Regions from separate parts of the Mus musculus genome. Here regions 2, 3 and 4 are each linked to region 1. Evidence: chromatin contacts called from public Micro-C and promoter capture Hi-C data. All regions are on one chromosome and are shown on one strand. The core of a region is the stretch at or near the end of the contact, and the rest is flanking DNA. Distances in the headings are between cores, read along the strand shown.

Evidence for each region. Promoter capture Hi-C pulls out the DNA fragments that hold promoters and counts their contacts. A called contact is a pair of places that touch in the nucleus more often than the background predicts.
Region 2: a Micro-C map of embryonic stem cells shows a contact between it and region 1, with 4 times the contacts expected there. The contact joins the promoter of Tyro3 here to the promoter of Dll4 in region 1. A contact is called at or near these places in 1 of 39 promoter capture datasets (liver), 4 of 484 Hi-C or Micro-C datasets (all in embryonic stem cells) and 2 of 115 datasets of contacts at active chromatin or transcription factors (extraembryonic endoderm stem cells and pancreatic cancer cells).
Region 3: a contact with region 1 is called in a promoter capture Hi-C map of embryonic stem cells. The contact joins the promoter of Chst14 here to the promoter of Dll4 in region 1. A contact is called at or near these places in 1 of 39 promoter capture datasets (embryonic stem cells) and 1 of 115 datasets of contacts at active chromatin or transcription factors (pancreatic cancer cells).
Region 4: a promoter capture Hi-C map of embryonic stem cells shows a contact between it and region 1, with 4 times the contacts expected there. The contact joins the promoter of Ltk here to the promoter of Dll4 in region 1. A contact is called at or near these places in 2 of 39 promoter capture datasets (both in embryonic stem cells) and 1 of 115 datasets of contacts at active chromatin or transcription factors (embryonic stem cells).

The regions. Positions count from the first base shown.
Region 1 is chr2:119,324,335-119,327,214 of GRCm38.p6, reverse strand. Dll4 (delta like canonical Notch ligand 4) reads right to left here and starts at 1,431. Exons shown (of 11, transcript NM_019454.3): 1 at 1,009-1,431; 2 at 628-900; 3 at 95-152. The coding sequence starts at 1,074. It overlaps Gm14207 (predicted gene 14207), which reads left to right and starts at 1,018. Exons shown (of 4, transcript NR_030683.1): 1 at 1,018-1,234; 2 at 1,886-2,047; 3 at 2,239-2,370.
Region 2 is chr2:119,798,033-119,800,935 of GRCm38.p6, reverse strand. Tyro3 (TYRO3 protein tyrosine kinase 3) reads right to left here and starts at 1,422. Exons shown (of 19, transcript NM_019392.2): 1 at 1,053-1,422. The coding sequence starts at 1,146.
Region 3 is chr2:118,924,912-118,927,884 of GRCm38.p6, reverse strand. It overlaps Chst14 (carbohydrate sulfotransferase 14), which reads right to left and starts at 1,388. Exons shown (of 1, transcript NM_028117.3): 1 at 1-1,388. The coding sequence starts at 1,233. The coding sequence ends at 103.
Region 4 is chr2:119,758,933-119,761,710 of GRCm38.p6, reverse strand. It overlaps Ltk (leukocyte tyrosine kinase), which reads left to right and starts at 1,280. Exons shown (of 20, transcript NM_203345.2): 1 at 1,280-1,459; 2 at 2,011-2,154; 3 at 2,245-2,416. The coding sequence starts at 1,417.

The DNA.
Region 1 (2,880 bases), core at 182-2,681:
CTGCGTCCCCAACCCCCACCCCCGCCTATAACTGGTTAACTCTTTCGGCGCTGTGTGATGTCGCCCCCCTGTGGCCGAGAAGTTAGATACTCACCTGGCCGCAGGTCGTCTCCCGGTGTGTGCCAAGCTTGGATGTTGAGTGAGAAGGTTCCCTGGGAAGCAAAAGGGGGGGTGGGGGACATTAGAGATAGCGATATCAGCAGGGAGGGAAAGGAGGGGGTGCCTCGCAGCAGCCTGTTTAATTAATCTAATTGCAGGATATAGTTACGGAGCTCGGCTCAACATAACTGGTGTTCGCGCAGCGCTGCGCGCGAGCTGAGAAGGCAGGGGAGGGATGAGGGATGCGGGAGTGTAAGTGAGAGCCGGGGGGTGGGCGGGCGGCGCCGCGTTGGGGGTTTGGTAATGAAATTCGTATCCCAAGAATTGGGGAGAAGGAAAGGGAAGAAACTGGGAGGAAAGACTAACCAAAGCCTCTCCGGGATGATCCTATGAGAGAACAGGGGGGCGGGGGCAGAAGAGAAAGAGCCCTTGGGGCTCTCCAGAGAGCGCTTTGGAAAGGAGCTCTGGTGTCCCGGCGCTCCCTTCTTTCCCTTCGGTTATCTCCCGGTGCATTTAAGTTGTGCTTACCGGCCAGGTGAAATTGAAGGGCAACTGCAGAGGGTTGCGACCACTGCCGCTATTCTTGTCCCTGACGACGAAGGAGTTGGTGCCCAATACCGGCGTGGAGACATTGCCAAAGGTGCAGGGTCCCTCGGAGAAGGTTGCCTGGAAGTGCTTAAGGCAGATGCGGAAGAAAGTCCGGCAGCCCGGTTCGCAGGACTGCCCATTGGCCAGCATACCGCGCTGGTTGACGAACTCCTGCAGCCGCAGCTGGAAGATGCCGGAGCCCGCAGCGCGCTGCTGCACAGGGACCGAGAGAAGGAGGGAGGAGAGCGGTCAGGCTCAGCCGGGGCCGGGGCGCAAGCCCGGAGCGCTGCGGGAGGGGGCGGAGAGGACGTGAGACATTACCTGCGGCCACAGTACCGCCAGCAGCAGTAGCGCCCAGCGACAGGCGCTCCGGGACGCAGGCGTCATCCCTTGGGGTGTCCTCTCCACTCCGGGACTCCGAATCTGCTTGTTAGGGATGTCGCTCTCCCGCAAGTCCCGTCTGCCAGCCGAGTTCCTGAAAAGCTGATTCCCCTCGGGACGCTGCTCCCTTGTCGCCTTCTCAAAAACTCCGCTGCTCGATGCCTCGGTAGGTAATCCAGGTGAGGGCGACTGGGCGGTGGCTGCTCTAAGTACGTGTCCTGGAGCAAATCCTAGGGTCTCGAGCGGGCTAGTGAGGGAGTACACTGCACCCAAGTGACTTTGGCTGCAGCTCTTGGCCTCGGGTTCCTAGCCTGCGAGCAGCGCCGCTACTGAAACCTGCTTGCTCCAGAGCCTTTCTTATATATATTGGCTGCTCTTCGCAGCCTGTCAGTCAGACAGACTCACGGTCACTCTCCCCTCCCCTCCAGGCCTCTAGTGGCTACAGTCCCAGCACCCACCGGAGGGGGCCTCCGCCCCCGCCGCTCCCCCTGTCAGCCAGCCAGTAGGGCGCAGGTCCCCGCCCCTCTTCCAACTTCTGGGCTTCCAGCTCTGCGCGTGCCCGGCGAGCAGTCCTTAGAGATCGTCTGCTTAAAGGCTGAGACCCTCGCCACCAGAGGATAGGAGGGTAGCCCAGTGATGCGGCGGGAGGTGAGGTGGTTCCCGAATGGTCCAGGGGGTGGAAACTCTAAGGGGTCCCCGTAGGCGGTGCACCTGATCCAGGCATTAGATACCTACAGTCCTCTAGCAGGTGGGGAAAGCTTAAACTAGGAAAGCAAAAAGCAGGACCAGGGGATTTGGATCTCCCTTTCCTTTCCAGACTTTAGGTAGCTCCTGCCTCGCTGGCCTCCAGCCTATGTGTGCCCACCCTCCACGCGTCCCCAGCACCGCAGGGAAGCCATCCGACGCCTTAACCTTTCCCTGGCTATTCCAAGCAAGGCAAAGGGCCAAGCGTCTAGGACTCTGGTCTTCTCTGCACCTGGTAGGCGTGTCACCTCAAGCAGCAGGGCGTGCCCAGCGCGTGCCTTCTCTCTTTGTCCCCCACCCCCACTCCCTCCTGGCTCGTGCTAGAGCCAGGACTAGAGGTTCGAAAGAGAGGTGGGGGGCGTGGTTCTCGAAGTGGGGGGGGGGTCCTCAGCTGTATGGTAATGAGGTTCTAGTCTTTTCCCTCAGTGCCTATCTCACCTGGGTCGCGCTTGGTCTCCATATCCTCATCCTGGCCCCCACCCGCGTCCCCTAGCTCCGCTGGAGTAGGGAGGAAACTTTCTTAATTCCAGAATTTCCTTGGGCCACTTGAGAGGCAAGGTGAGAGAGCTTGAGGCTGATCAGGTCTAGATCTCTCTGCATAGGGCAGGATGTAGGGTGGAACTGGAGGCGCATAGAGTTGTTTGAGTTTCGGGTGGTTTCACCCATGTCACACGCGCGCCTCTCCCGGGTGGCCTCCGAGCGCAAACCCTGCAGCTGCTTTCCCAGAACCCGTCGTGCTCCCCCGAGGCTGCAGACCGGGGAGGGCTGGCTTCTCCCAGTTTTGGGGGGTGCTAGATTTCTCTCTCTCTCTCTCTCTCTCTCTCTCTCTCTCTCTCTCTCTCTCTCTCTCTCTCTCTCTCTCTCTCTCTCTCTCTCTCTCTCTCTCTCTCTCTCTCCTACAGTGAGAGCGGTGGGGGCCCTGTGGCTTCAGCTGTCAGCCCTCCCGCGTGGTGATTGCTGGCTATGGTCGGACGATAAGATCAGTGCGGGCGGGGGTTGAGGGGAGCAGGGACGCGGCTCCAGCCCCAGGGAGGCCGTGGTAGGGGGAAGTGGAACCCAACAGCTGCC
Region 2 (2,903 bases), core at 173-2,672, 470 kb before region 1:
CCTAAGCAGAAGCCCCAAGACCCCGGAGCTACTGTGGCATCAACAGGGCCCACTTATTAAAATCTTACCCTCTTCAGGCAAGGGTAGACACACACAAACACACGCCCACACACACACACCCTCCTGGCATGTATTAAACAGATGGGCAGGTGAAGAATCTGCATAAAGGAAATCCAGACCTGTTCTTTCTGCTCCTTACTGTGTAACCCTAGGTAAATTCCTGGGCTCTCTGAGCATCTGATACGCACCTCGGAGCCTGCATATACTTTCCACTCTTTAGCTTCCTTTCCTTTCAAGGCTAATGTGGCAAAGAACTCAGTTTTTAAGAAATGCTTGTTGGATGGCTGCTGCCGGGGGAGGGGGGGGGCGCCTGTCTCTCTACCCTTCCCACTCACCCTCACAGGACAAGGAGACATAGCTTCACACCCCTCTGCACCCTGATGTGTGCGTGTGAACTTGAAGGCAAAGGTGCTGCCCTCCTGCCTCGGGGAAATGCCTCTGTGGCTGTGTGGCAACGTAAAGCTAATCTTCACAAGAAGCAGTAACCTTCACCCAACCCAAGCTACTCAACATTCGGGTTTCCGGGAGCGCCAAGGGCCACAGGAACTAGAGTACGGGCAGAGGTATTTTAGAATCCAGCACCTTCACAACCCTGGGTGCTCAAACCCAGATCCTGTAGTTTCAAAGTGGGACCTCGGGGGTGTGCGGAAGGCAGAATGGGTCCTTAGGACTGGGGAAAAGGGAGCAGACTACTAGGAACATAGAGGCGGGAAAATACAGTCCTAAGCACCCCCGACTGCCCACACCCCCCACTCCCTTCCTTTGCACCCAGCCAGCCCCGGGCGCGAGAAAGTTGGGGGCGGGGGCCGCGGCCGGAGGTCTGGCAGCCAACACCCGCTGCGTCCTAGTCTCGGCCTTCCAGCCCCGGCCACCGACCCCAACCTCTGGCCGGCCCAGGCCCGGGTCTCGCCCGCTGCCGTCCCCGGGCTGCGCCCCTCAGTCGTGCGGCTCAGCAGCCCCCCGCTTCCCGCCGCCTCCCGGGCCACCCCTACCTGCGGCCGCAGACCCGGGGAGCAGCAGAGAAGCCAGTCCCGCCAGCAGCAGCGGCCGGAGCCCCGGCCACCCCATGCTCCGCCTCAGCGCCATCGGCGGCGACGCCGCACCATGCCGGGCCCGGCCCGCGAGCGCAGAGAGGAGGGTGGCGGAGGAGGGGCGGGAGGCCCGCGGGAGGGGCGGGGGGCGGCGCTCGGCCCGGGCGTCCCGGACCCGCGGCCGCCTAGAGCCGCGGCCACCGCCGTCAGCAGCGAGGAGTCCCCGGGGCTGCGGCTGGGCCACCGCGCTCCTTCCACAGCCGCCGCCGCCGCCGCCGCTGATTCATGTTCTTCTGCGAGCCGCCGCCTCCTCCCGGCCCGCCCGCCCGCCCTCCGCGGAGCTCGTGCCGCCCTCCCCCTCCCCCGCGCAGCCCCGGTGGCGAGAGCCGAGCGCTAACCTCAGCCCTTACCGCCCGACCTCCCGCCCACCTCCAGAAGGCGCAGCGGGACCCGCGCCCTGGCCACTCCGCTGCCGCTGCGGAGGACCTGCCTCGCTCCCTGGACAGGCACCCGGCCACGCCCCTCCTTCCCCAAATACTTTCCAGTCTCCAGCGGGGCACCCCATCCTCTCCTCAGAACCCCTCTTGGAAGCTCCTGCCACACCCCAACACTGTTCTAAATCCTGACCTCAGACTCCGACACAGCCCTCTCAGAACACAAAGCACCTACTAGACACAGCAACCCTCAGGTGTCCCCAAGACGGCTGGAACAGCTCCCCGAGAAACTACTAGCATCCCTGTACCTCTTTGCTTGAGCTTTTCACCCAGTTTTTTTTTTCTTTTTCGATCTTTGTAGCCTACCTTTAATCGCCAAGTATTCTCCTATCGAAAGACCATTCTCCCCAGCCCATCTTCCCAGAGTGTTTTCCAGTTTGTCGTCCATCTAGAGTTTTCCAAGATCTGTTTCGTAATTCTTAGGTGTCCATCCCCACTGCTAGCCTACGAAGGCCAAAGCAAAATCACCGTGATTTTCGAGGGTATCATTCTTCTTTCTTGCTTCCTCTTTCCACCCCTCCACTTCTGGGACATAGTGTGAACATTGGCATTGTCTTCATACTAGCTAGTGAAACATCTGCTATTATTAGTAGACCACCTTGCGCACAGTAGGCACTCCATAAATAAATAGGCAGATCCTTGTTAAAAGAATGAATAATTGCCTGCTCCACAACCAGTAATCACTGGAGGTGGCCTGCCCACAGACATCCTGTCAGGAAGATGCAGAGCTGGTTCCAAATCGCACCTGCCAAGTCCTCCTCTTGTCCTCACCTCTTCTTGGCCCCTGGAGGACAACCCACAACAGGCGCTTTCCAGGGGTCCTGGATGGGGAGAAAGAACTAGCCAGTGAGACGTCCCATACTCACTGGATCTTTCCAGGGATTCTCCTGAGCAGCAGGAGCCTCCCTCTTCCTCCACTTGGCCCACCAGTGCTTGTTTATTAATTATCTTAATGATAACAGCAGTGCTGGCGGCAGCCGCAGACCCAGCTGGGGGCGCCCCCAGGCGGCAGGATAGGAAGACTCTTGGCAAGTCTGGTCAACAGTTGGATCGGAGGGGCCTGACTTCCTGCTGAGCGCTCTGCCAATTTTCTTGGGAACTCTAGGATGGCTCCAGGACGCTTTCCTGAAGGGGGAAAAAAGAAAAGAAAAGCACACAAGCTTGCTCTTTTCCAGAGCTTTGGAATTTTGAGTGTCAGACAGTCTGGAACGGAAGCCAGAACTGTTCTACGCTGTCTCCAGTAAAGGGGACCCTTCTCTTTATTTCAATTAACCTGGCACAGAGTATTCCCGGAAGATGTTCAATCTAGAGACCAAAC
Region 3 (2,973 bases), core at 139-2,638, 400 kb after region 1:
ACCTAGAGAAACCAGGAAGCCACCCAGAGCCAGGAGTTTCTCTGAAAGACATCCCAAAGCTGATATCATTAAACCCAAACTCCAAAAGGTGCTGGCCTACTGTCATTGGTGACAGGCTTCCTTGGTGACATTGGGCAGTGGGTAAGCAAAGAGGGAGAAGTCCAGGATATACTTAGGTAGCACATCTTGAAGCAGGGCCCGTGGAACATTGCACAAGTGGTAATGCAGACTTTCTGGGCTGGCTGGCCGGTACCAGGCCTGGCGAGCTGGGAACCGGACATGGGGTGGGGCCCGCACCCACTCCAGCACCTGGTTGGCATCAGCCTCCAGCCTCTCATAGGAACCCACGAAGTCGTAGTGCACAGCACATGGTTGGCACAGGTGGTACACAGGCATCCAATGCTCATTCATATGTTCAGGATCCTCATCCACCAGGTATCTCAGGAACTCTGGGAAGGTGACATCGTCCCCTGCAGGGCTGGGGCCAGCTCCAGCCCTGTAGCGCCTGACAATTTCGGCCCCATATCGCTGCTGGTACTCTCGGATCTCTCCAAACTTGTTACGGTAAGCAGACAGGAGGCGTTCCAAGGGGTCTCGCACAAACAGGAACTTGAAGTAGTGCTGCAGACGGTAGCGAATCTCCTCAGGCCGCAGGTCTGCCAGAAACACCAAGTCACTGCGGTGGTCCATCTTGAGGCGGACATCCACGTTGTTCAGGATGCCAGCCAGCACCTTCAGCACACGTTTCCAGTTAGAGCAGGCCACTTTGGGGACATAGCAGTAGAGGAAGCGGTAGCGGTCACTTACGAGAATGTGGCGCAGCAGGGTGCGCCGCTGTCCCACCGGCAAGTCCCAGGGGTCCCGGGGCATGCCTGGTTGTCCGCACACGGCCCTCAAGGTCCGGTTTCGGATGTCCTCCCTCACTTGCAAGTCCGAGTCCCCAGCATCCAAGGATAGGCCTCTAGGCTTAGGATCTGTCCCGCTCCAGGCCGCGCCTTTGTGGCTGGGAGGGTGCAGGGGAAGGGGTTTCATCTCCGATAGGATGCCTCGCTCGATCATGAGCAGCAGTCCGCTGGAGGCCACGATTACAGCGAACATCAGCATGGACGGCAGCAGCAGGGGCGGCCCCCCGAGCCCAGCCCGGGCCCGGCCCAATGGGGCCCGCCTTGGCGTGCGGCCCAGGGTCTCCGCGCTTTTCGGGGCAGCCAGTGGGGTCAGAGGGCGGGGAAACATGGTGCTGCGGCCAGACCTCGCCGACCTCGAGGCTGCAGGGGAGGTGACTGCAGCAGGGGCTGGAGGTCTCGGGAGGGGAGGGATAGTGGGTGGCCAGCTCCCGGGGTGCAGGCAGGGACCAGGGCCGGATGTCCCGCCCGGCCGCTCTTCTCTCCCCGCCCCTCCCTGATACAGGCGCGAGGGCGGGCCCACGTTGTGGGGCGGGGAGAGGGGCGGGTGCCCGAGTCCTAGGAGCTAGTTGCGGGAGGCCGCAGGCGGACCCTAGCCCGGGAGAGAACTCATGAGCCTGGGCCACTCCAGACAAAATGAGACCTGGAAAGCAGGAGCTACTGAGATCCCGTGTCTCTTTAACACGTGTCCTCTTGGTGCTCCATTTAAGATTTGCACCCTCCATCCTGCTTTAAACTGCTCTGGAACCGCTGTCCCTCCAGCTGTGACCTGAATGCAGGACAACCCACCACTCAGTCGGTCTAGACATAAAGGAGATCTGTCCTGACCGGAAGCATGGTCCTTAGCCGCTTGTACCAGTCCCAGCCCAGGGCAGGGCCACTCTGTCAAGCTCTGGCTAATGTCTCCATGGTGACATTTTGCTTTAGTAATTCCTAGGGACTAGTGCTTATCTACTGAGCAATGCTGATCTGTCTGTAAAAGGAATCTCCCCTGCCAAGTCTGAAGCAGTAGGCTAACTGGGACACTCTGGTCGGAGGCTATGGACAAGTACCTCGGGACCACGTATGGCCAATATATACTTCAGGACAACCTACAAGTACAACGCAGCAACCACAGAAAGGCCTCTTTGCTTGGAGCCAAGATGTACCCAGTGGCAACAGATTGGTCAGAGTACTTTGAACAGCAGCATACAACTAGTCCCTAAGCACTACAGCTTGACTTCGTGTGGGGCCCCAACAAGGCTTAAGACAACAGAACTGGGGAACAAATCACGTTTTTTTGTTGTTGTTGTTGTTGTTTGTTTTTAACTATTTCCTATAGTCATCAGCCACTTGACAGTAGATTCTGTGGCTGTTCACATTGTATGGACTCTGGGGTAGCTGTGACTGAAGGTTTTGTTGTTGTTGTTGTTTAGGTATGGGTTTCACTGGCTAGCCAAGGCTGACTTTCAGACCCAATTCCTAGTCATGACAGCACATTAGATGGGAGGACGAAGAATTGACTTTGGTACAGGTTATGCCCAGAGGATGATGAAAGGACTGGGTGGGAATGGTGAGACTATGAAGCTGATTAGGCAGATGAGGGGGTCTGAGGGATAAAGTGACGTGTGTGTGTGTGTGTGTGTGTGTGTGTGTGTTGTTGTTGTTCAGAGAGCCACACAGAAAACATGGGGTAAATGTCTGAACTGGGAGGTTCAGTGGCTTTAAAGTTGGATGCTGGGTGCATCTCAGGCCACTTCTGACCCTTCACTACACTGCTGTCCCTTTCTAGGCAGTGTATAGATTTCTGGTGGTGGGATTGCCTGCTCCATTTGTCTGTAAAGTGACACCTCTTAGAACTCTCGTGGGCAGCACACTGATGGCTGTCCATACCATGGGATAGCCTACCCATGTCATGGGGATGAAAGCTCTGATCTCATCACCACTTTTCTTCCACCATAGATTTGGACTTAGCTAGCAGGTGGGGGGGACCTCAGCATCCCAGAATGAGAGGGCTCTAAAGAGGTCAATGTTAGTCCACCAGTCAAATCCTGAAACTGATGCAGTCCTATCCCACACCACAAACGGAGTG
Region 4 (2,778 bases), core at 31-2,530, 430 kb before region 1:
TGGAGGCCGGCAGAGGGCAGGGAGTCAGGCAACCCACAAGACCATTATTTGTGCAGTGCTAATGACCCTGGTGGGATTTTAGCCTCCTGGGTGGTTTATACCCATGGATTAGAAATTAGGAACCTTGAGGGGAGAGGCTGGGGGTGGGGCGCTGAACAAATAAATTAATTAAAAAAAAGAAATTTGCACTCTTCTACAGATAGCTGAGATCCTTTGCAAAAGATTTATTCTGGTAGGAAGATTTTGTTTTTGTTTTGAGGGGACTCATAGCAATCCTGCTGCTTCAGCCTTCCAAGTGCAGGAATTACAGGCATGAGCCACCATGCCTGGCTTAACATTAGCATTTTGAACAAAAGATAAAGGACACAATACACAAAACTATCCTTCCATGTGATTTTGCAGTTGGTGGCCTGTGGCTGAGCCACTCTGCATTGCCTGGGAATGCTAGCACTTGAATCTTCTGACATCTTTTTTTTTTTTTTTCTCTTTCAGAGACAGGGTTTCTCTGTGTACCCCTGGCTGTCTTGGCACTCACTTTGTAGACCAGGCTGGCCTCGAACTCAGAAATCTGCCTCTGCCTCCCAAGTGCTGGGATCATAGGCATGCGCCACCACCACCCGGCTTCTGACATCTTTTTAACATATCTATTAGCTTTTTGAGAGGAAGTCTCATGTAAGTCCAGGCTGGCATCCAGTTTGAAAGCAGAAGATAACACTGAACTTGGGGTCCCATCTCCACTTGGCAGGTGCTGGGTTACAAATGTGAGCAACACTGTCCACATTTTTCAACACCTTATCCAGTCATGGCAGTAAGAAATTGTCCACAGGAACAGTGTGCAACAAACTCAGAAAGTCATGATTCTGAGGTACTGGGATGTCCTGCCTCATGGTCAGAAAGGGACACAGCAATGGCAAGCAATAATGCCTTATGGGGGACAGTTTAGTCGCCATCACCCAGGAGGCAGAGGCAGGTGGATTTTTGGAGGCTCTACATACTTCCCATGTGTGATCATGCACTTAAACTAACACTGACACCAATAAAGCCATTCACTATTGATGCTATCCTGAGACCCACAAAAGCTACTGCCATGTACTAGGTGCTGTCCAGCCTATCACAAAGGTATAATGTAGAGTCAACTTTTTCTCCTACCAGGAACTCACTAGTTTGTTGGTGTGCCATAGGTGGGGACTAGAGCCCTTCAGCTCAGCAAGGCTCCTCCCAGAAGCCTGGGGACCTCGCTGTCCTCATGCTCCGCCTTTTCCTTCTATTTCCCGGGTCTGACGTGAGTGTATACAGGCCAGTTGGAAGTCGGCAGGGTAGTGGTGATAGCTCTGAGACTGCTGACACGCCTATAAACTGCAGCTAGGGAATCGAGTTCTCAACCATCATCCTTTGCTGGAACCAAGGGATTGGGCGATGGGCTGCTCCCACCGGCTGCTGCTGTGGCTGGGAGCTGCTGGTAAGTGCTGTTTGGTGGTCAGGGTACCAGCCAACCAGAGACAACTAGATTTGGGGCTGCATTAGCAACAGACCAGGTCTCAATGGTTCCTTCTAAGGTGGCCTTGTGCTTTTAGAGTACAGCAAGAAAGGTGCGGAGCACGTCCGAATCTAAGAATCAGATGGGGCCTTGGCACTACTTGGGAGGAAGCTAGAGAGAGGAGAGGTGGTGGGGTGCTGTACAACAGAGAGCGGTGCAGCCCCCAAGTCACTCCATGAGAGCTCTGGAATGATATATGTAGACATATATGTATATATATATATATATATATATGTATATATATATATATGTATATATGTAGATATATGTATATGTCATGATATATGTAGACACCTTGCAAGGCTTGGGAAACCCGGTTGGGTGGTAGGTGTCTAGCTTCAGCCTCTGTATGCACCAGCTGGGCGGCATTCGGGGTGTGGCTGGAAGCAGGGTACTGCTGAGTGGCTATCCATCTCTTATGTCTCCCCTGTCACATTCTGCATCATCTAACCCTTCTTCCTGTCACCTTTCAGGAACTATTCTTTGCTCCAACTCGGAGTTCCAGACACCTTTTCTAACACCTTCGCTTTTGCCGGTGCTGGTACTCAATTCCCAGGAGCAGAAAGTCACCCCCACACCCAGTAAATTGGAGCCAGCTTCCCTCCCAAATCCTCTAGGTGAGTTTCAGGCTCCTCCCTTTTCTTGGTTCACCATCTCCAGATCCCTAGGCCTGGAGAGGAACTTTTTCCTTCTCCCTTTGTACCTAGGCACACGGGGGCCTTGGGTGTTTAACACCTGTGGCGCCAGCGGCAGGAGCGGACCCACACAAACACAGTGCGATGGGGCATACACAGGAAGCAGCGTGATGGTGACAGTGGGGGCTGCCGGGCCGCTCAAAGGCGTGCAGCTGTGGCGGGTGCCAGACACAGGCCAGTATCTGTAAGTGCCCAGCAGGAAGAGGGTGGCAATCACCTCTTAGGCTGAGGTTCTACAGACCAGGGAAGTTATCTTAAAACATTCCGCAGAGAAGTCTAGTGTCAGTCACTTCGATTGTCTGTCCTCCTCCTAAGTTAACCATCGTCAGGACGGCCGCCCAATCAACGGTGGCTGAAGATGGGGCTGGATGATTCCAGCCATCTCCGTTAACGCTCTTGAAATACTCGTGGAACCCAACCCAAAACTCGGTTCTTCCCCATCCCTTCACAGTCCATCTAAGTCCCTTAGGAAGAAGCTTTCCGGCCACGGGTTCCCGACCTTGAGCCGCCGCCTGGTCCAGGACCGAGGCGCCTAGGACTGAGACG